Linked DNA regions of Gossypium arboreum: region 1 is linked to region 2. The links are chromatin contacts, called in public Hi-C maps. All regions are on one chromosome and are shown on one strand. The core of a region is the stretch at or near the end of the contact, and the rest is flanking DNA. Distances in the headings are between cores, read along the strand shown.

What was found. A called contact is a pair of places that touch in the nucleus more often than the background predicts.
Region 1: a contact with region 2 is called in a Hi-C map of leaf, with 5 times the contacts expected there. The contact joins the promoter of LOC108470461 here to the promoter of LOC108473692 in region 2. A contact is called at or near these places in 2 of 5 Hi-C or Micro-C datasets (both in leaf).

Annotation. Positions count from the first base shown.
Region 1 is chr11:116,646,515-116,649,322 of ASM2569848v2, reverse strand. LOC108470461 (AT-hook motif nuclear-localized protein 14) reads right to left here and starts at 1,326. Exons shown (of 6, transcript XM_017771778.2): 1 at 857-1,326. The coding sequence starts at 1,211.
Region 2 is chr11:116,396,792-116,399,736 of ASM2569848v2, reverse strand. It overlaps LOC108473692, which reads right to left and starts at 1,563. Exons shown (of 10, transcript XM_053021147.1): 1 at 1,191-1,563; 2 at 334-375; 3 at 92-236. The coding sequence starts at 1,342. LOC108473691 (myosin-9) reads right to left here. Exons shown (of 38, transcript XM_017775398.2): 38 at 2,406-2,796. The coding sequence ends at 2,673. It overlaps LOC128283753 (a long non-coding RNA gene), which reads left to right and starts at 2,694. Exons shown (of 2, transcript XR_008274163.1): 1 at 2,694-2,855.

The sequences.
Region 1 (2,808 bases), core at 77-2,576, 250 kb before region 2:
AATTTTTTTTCTTTTTTTCTTTTTCCCCACACAAATAAAGGTTTTAAAAGAAATGCAAATCTGCCCAAAAATGCAGCAAAAATTATCAGAAATTTCAAAAATATTACAACCAAAAACAGATACGGAACAAAATAAATAAGCCAAAGGAAATTATAAAGACAATGACCATACACAAATAGAGAAACCTATAGGTAACCGTAAGCTAAAAGTTCTTTAAAATTAGAAGTTGTCAATTAAACAACTAAAAATAAATTTGTAGATGGGGAAGCGGGGTTCACCCCAAACAACCAAACAGAGGGCAAAGGATCATAATTTAAAACATCAAAAAAATTCTTAATAAATTTCAAAAAATTTGCAATAAGCTCCCCAGAAATGATTAAACTGGCAAAACGATAGACGAAAGTAGAAAATATTTTTCAAAAAGCACACACACCTAGAGCAAACAAAGGCAACGATTCGTAAACAATGCACCCAAAACACACGCAAATTCAAAAAATTTGCAACACAAGCACTCCCAAAACCATCAAATGCACGAATAGGAACCACAAAGAAAGTAATTTTCGTTAACAAGAAAAAACCCAACCACAGCAAACAAGCATTCGCTTCTCACGTAATGCACCAAAAAGTAATCCCAATTCCAGCAAATTTGCAACAAAAGGTTCTCGAATTTCACCAAAAAAGCACCGGAAGAAGAAATTTTGATTTTTTTTCCAAAAACACCTAGAGAGTATATAAAGCTAATGGTGTCCCATCGCATGCACCAAAAGCCTCTCAACTTTCAATAATTTTGCAACTCCCAAACCCAAAACCATCAAATTCACCAAAAAGGATACACCAAAAGTAATAAACCTTTTACCTAAAGCAACCAACTGAGATTTCCTAGAAGACCCGGAAAGCGAAGCACCGGCGCCACCAAGAGCCAACTGCTGCAGCTGCTGATGTTCTCTCCTTTCCTTAGAGGTCGATGACGCCGTTTTCTTAGCGGCCATCGCCTGTTCCGGGGTGCCATACTTCCTAGGCCTCCCTCTCTTCCGCCTCGCAGGCTCCAGGGGTGACATCACCGCCGAAGGCACGGAGTGAGGGTATACCATGTGGTGGGAACCTCCACTCTCGTTTGGCGGCAGAAGGCCATTAGTCGGTGACGGAGTGGTGTTGACAGTGGTGGAGGTGTTGGTGGTGAAGTAGTGTTGTTGGGCTTCATTGCGTTCCATTGGTTTTTCAATATTTTTGAGGTTTTAGAGAGAGAAAGAGGAAAATCTCTGCAGATTTTTTTATTTTTTATTATTTTTAGTTTATAATTTGTTTTTGTTTTTTTGTTTTAGGTTTTTTTATTTATTTTAATCTGGGGTCGTGTAAGCTGAGCCGTTGGATGAAAGTTACGAAGGTAAGATGATTGACTTTTGATATTTGACTGTTCAAAAGATGTCTTGATAAACGGATTAGTTTATTTTGTTTTTAGGGTTTTAGAGGCTTTCCCCTAAGATCCAATAATATTATATACGACAATAATATATTTAAATATATAAATATTCTAAAATTATATAACATAAAATTTCAATACTATACTGTGGTAATATCGAATTTAAAATACACATCTACCTTTAAAATAACAAAAATAAATAATAAAACATCAATTTAAAACTAATAACAATAATATATGTACGAAATTAAAATTAAAAATAGTTTAAATTATGAATAAAAAATTTTAAATGGGTAAATACATCAAAATAAATAATTAAATACACTATAATTGTTTATTATAGCGTTGTTATTTTCATAAGTTGATATCGAATTAATTAAGTAACACCAACTTAATCAATGACATTATTAATCTGAAAATTCTATCACACATATATGTAATATATACTAACAATGTGGGTGAAACAATTTCTACAATAACATTGAAATGTATAAAAAGAATTAAAATAAAACTTTGGTTAAATTTGTAAAGAAATTATTTTAAAAGTGTTGGTGGTATGAGTCTAAATCAAATCATAAGTAAATTTTTATTAATTTTATTTAAAAATAAAAAGATAAAAGTACCTCGCAATAACATAATATATTTATACATCAAAGGGTATTTTATAATTCTTTTAATCAAGTTAAAACCCAATTAAAAGTTAACTCAACATCATAAAAATACAATCAACATCATAAAATATACAATAAAATGTTAGAATATTTTTTGACTAATATCACAGTTGAAAAAAAATGCTTATATATCATACCCCAATTTTTATTTAGGTAATTAGTGTGATTTGGTTGACAAGACAATTTGTGTAGTGCATGTTTTTGCCAAACACAAACTTTTCGTCAATCATTTCATTTTCTTCTTAAATCGTGGTTGTTGGATTTAAATAGTAACAAACTTTAGGCTATTAGATTGTAGGTAGCTTTTATTTTGTATAATTAAAATAGAAAAGCTATTATTATGATTTTTTTAGTGCAGTACTTTTAATTATAAGGTATTTTTTATTTATCACAAAATTTTCAATAATTTCGTAAAGGAAAACACACAATTTAAATACTTTATCAGTTTTTCCAGTAAAACACTTCTAGTTAGAAGTATTTTTCAAATACCATGTGCTTGTGTAATCTTGTCCAATTATTTCTAACATTTTAATTTAAGTCTCATATCCAATTTTAGTGGTTGGTTATAAATTGGAGATGATACATAATTCATCTTGTAACAATCTGATTTTTAATTGTATCGAATAATATGATTTGAAATCTCATCTATAAATATTAAATAGAGATATTTAAGGAGTTAGTATAAAAATATATTAAAATTTGGTTAAGTAATAGCGA
Region 2 (2,945 bases), core at 314-2,813:
CCCACCACGTGGCCTACACTCCCTGCCCCCCTCTTGCCTGTGCCGACCCACACAATCAAGCCAATTAAGTAATTGATCACTAAGAACTAACCTCAACATTATCTCCATAAAGGTTGAGTCTATGGTTCTCATTGTTGAAAACTTGAGCAGGGTACTTGTTTCTAGTGTTGCAGGCCATGTCATCTGCAAGCATGAGTATTATCCTCTCATCAGGTATTCCTAGTCGCTTAACTGTCCTGGAAATCCAAACAAAGGAAAAAAAATTAACCAAAATAAACAAATTATAACAGAAAAAAAAAAAGAAAAGAAAAGACTAGGTTGGTGCCTGGTTACCTATACAAGGATAAAGTGTTCGCCATATGACGATAGTTAAACCTGAAAGGGAAAATTCACAATTATTTCAATTAACAATTTCAGGACTCTACATTGTGCTCTGTTTTAGCTGATCAAAAACAGTAAGGGGAAGGAAGTTAAAAATAGTGTAGTGCAACCTTGTTCGAATTTGTCTTCCTTGTTAAGTGACAGAAACTAACGAGATAGCTGTCCCATACAAACATCTAAATATTTCATTGCTCCAGAAGATAGAAAGGTGAGAAAAGAGAATTTTATTGAGGAGCAGAACCTTGACCACAGCCATTACCACATTTGAATTTGCTTTTGCATTGATAAACCAGAAGTAAAAAAAAGCATTTGCTTTGAAATCATCGACTGAGGAACACCTCACCAGCACTAACAAAAAGAATAGCTTCTAATAAAGAAAAACGGAAAGCTGATAGTTTATTCATCATTAGTAATTACCACTAGTTTGAGGGGTCAAAAGGACTTGCACAAAGAAAATAAGCAAATATCAAAACACAAAAAAGTTTCTCAGAGTACAAAGAGGCAGAGTTTCATTATATCAAACTTACAATGACATAATCAAACAAAGCCACAGAGTTCAAACAATCAAATGAATTACACATCAAAATAGCATCTAAAAGTCTCTCCTATATCCTCTCAACTTCAGATTGGTGCCAAACAAATGTAGCTAGAAATCAAATCAAACAAAAAATTAAGGGAGAAAAAGATGGGTTATCTTAATTATCCCCAATATTACACGAGTATGATTCATTTGATCCTAAAACTCAATGAAAAGAAAAAAAAAGGGGGAAATATAGAAAAAGTGCACAAATTCAGGTTGTTTTTATTACCAGAAACGAGAGGTGCAAACTAAGACAGCCCAATTGTTAGTATGCATGGCGGCTTCGACAGGAGAAGAATTGTATGCAATCGAACTGTAGAGAAGCAAACATGGTAATAAAAGTAAATGAAAAAGTGATTTGGGATTTATGAAAGTTTCCATCTTGAATTCCAGCCGATATCGTTTCCAATGCAATAACAGATCAAAGAAAACGAATGATAAATCTAATTTTAGAAATCTGCAGCAAAGCTTGAACTAGCGGCACTAGAGAAGAAAAGCCGAACGACGCCGTTACCAGGTTGAGTTAAGTTTTAATTATTATTATTATTAATTTCTTTTTTGAAATTTAGACAGCCCAATATCCCATTCCCATGAACCTTTTTTTGGTTAACTCAGAACCCGTTTATCTTATTTCCGGGTCCAACCCGAATCCGACTTCACATTAACACTTTTACTAGTATAGTTTTGACTTTTGACTTAAAAAATTCTTCCTCATTTACTTTTCCGATTATTTTGAGGAAGCTCTCCCAGTTGGTTCCTCCTTTTATCAAGCCTTTTAAGGATACTCTCTTTCTCTATGGCCAAACAAGATAAGCAACACAAGATTTTCATTTTTTCTTTGAAGGGCATTTCGTCTTGTTAAACTTGCATTTTTTGGGTCGATCATCTCATTTTGACATCTGGGTTTGTGTCAGTTTAAGCATTGGATGTTCTGTCTAGTGTTTTTAAGACAACCCCATTCATATTCTACTTGCGAATCAGGAAACTATCTTCATTTTGTTGTTTTAGTGGCATTGATATATATATATATGTACATCATGACTATGTGATTGAATGTTAGTATTTGGGTCATGGATGGCCAAAATTATTGTTTTCTTGGTGAACAATGAAGGAAAAAGCAAGTTTTGAGGGAATTGTTCTTTTTAAGTATCTTTCCAAGTGTACAAGTATGGGAGGAAAACTTCAATTTTCTTGATATGTCAAAAAAAATTATTATTTCTTGGTGATTAGTTCTTAGATTGGTGCCTTTTTCCTTTCATTTGATGACTACACCTCATGTCATGAGTTCTTGGACTGTCATAGTATATGGTACTAATTATTCAAAGTCCTGCATTTATTGGTAGTAATAGTGTGTTCATGGAAAAGAGTAAACTGAGGAAATGTTACATAGTGAAATAATTGGCCTAGAAGATTGGACTAGAAATACTGCAAAATGTGAAAATAGTTCTCTGCTTTAATTATTTTTCCCATAGATAAAAAGGATGAACTAATTGTACAACATAAGTGAAAATTTAGACAACTGTGCTAAGTAGGGAAGAAAGACATATTCCTCCTTGAATCAATGACCTATAATGTGAAAACAAAATTTTGGACAAATATTTCTAGTCTTAAAGCAAGATGAATGAACACCTTAAGGACATTCACCGTTGATGAGGTTGGAAGGTGAATCTACACCTTGGAAGAAGCAATCCATTGCTGGAATCAGATTTGATTAATCTGAACGTGGCAACAAGAAACTAAAGCCTATGTTCTCGCGAATAAGTGGCGGTGGTTCAATGTCCGCAATGTCTATTTGTTCCATCGACTTTGATAGGTCGTCAACTGAAAATGGAATGCTGCAAAACGATAAAAGTTGTGCGAAGTCAGTTAAAAAACGAGCTCAGCTGGTTTCCAGGTAATGTTTTCAATTAGCTTTAAGAGCAATGCATCCTAGATGGTGAAAAACAAAGGTTGAGGGCCAAATAGATCATCATCACATAGTGGA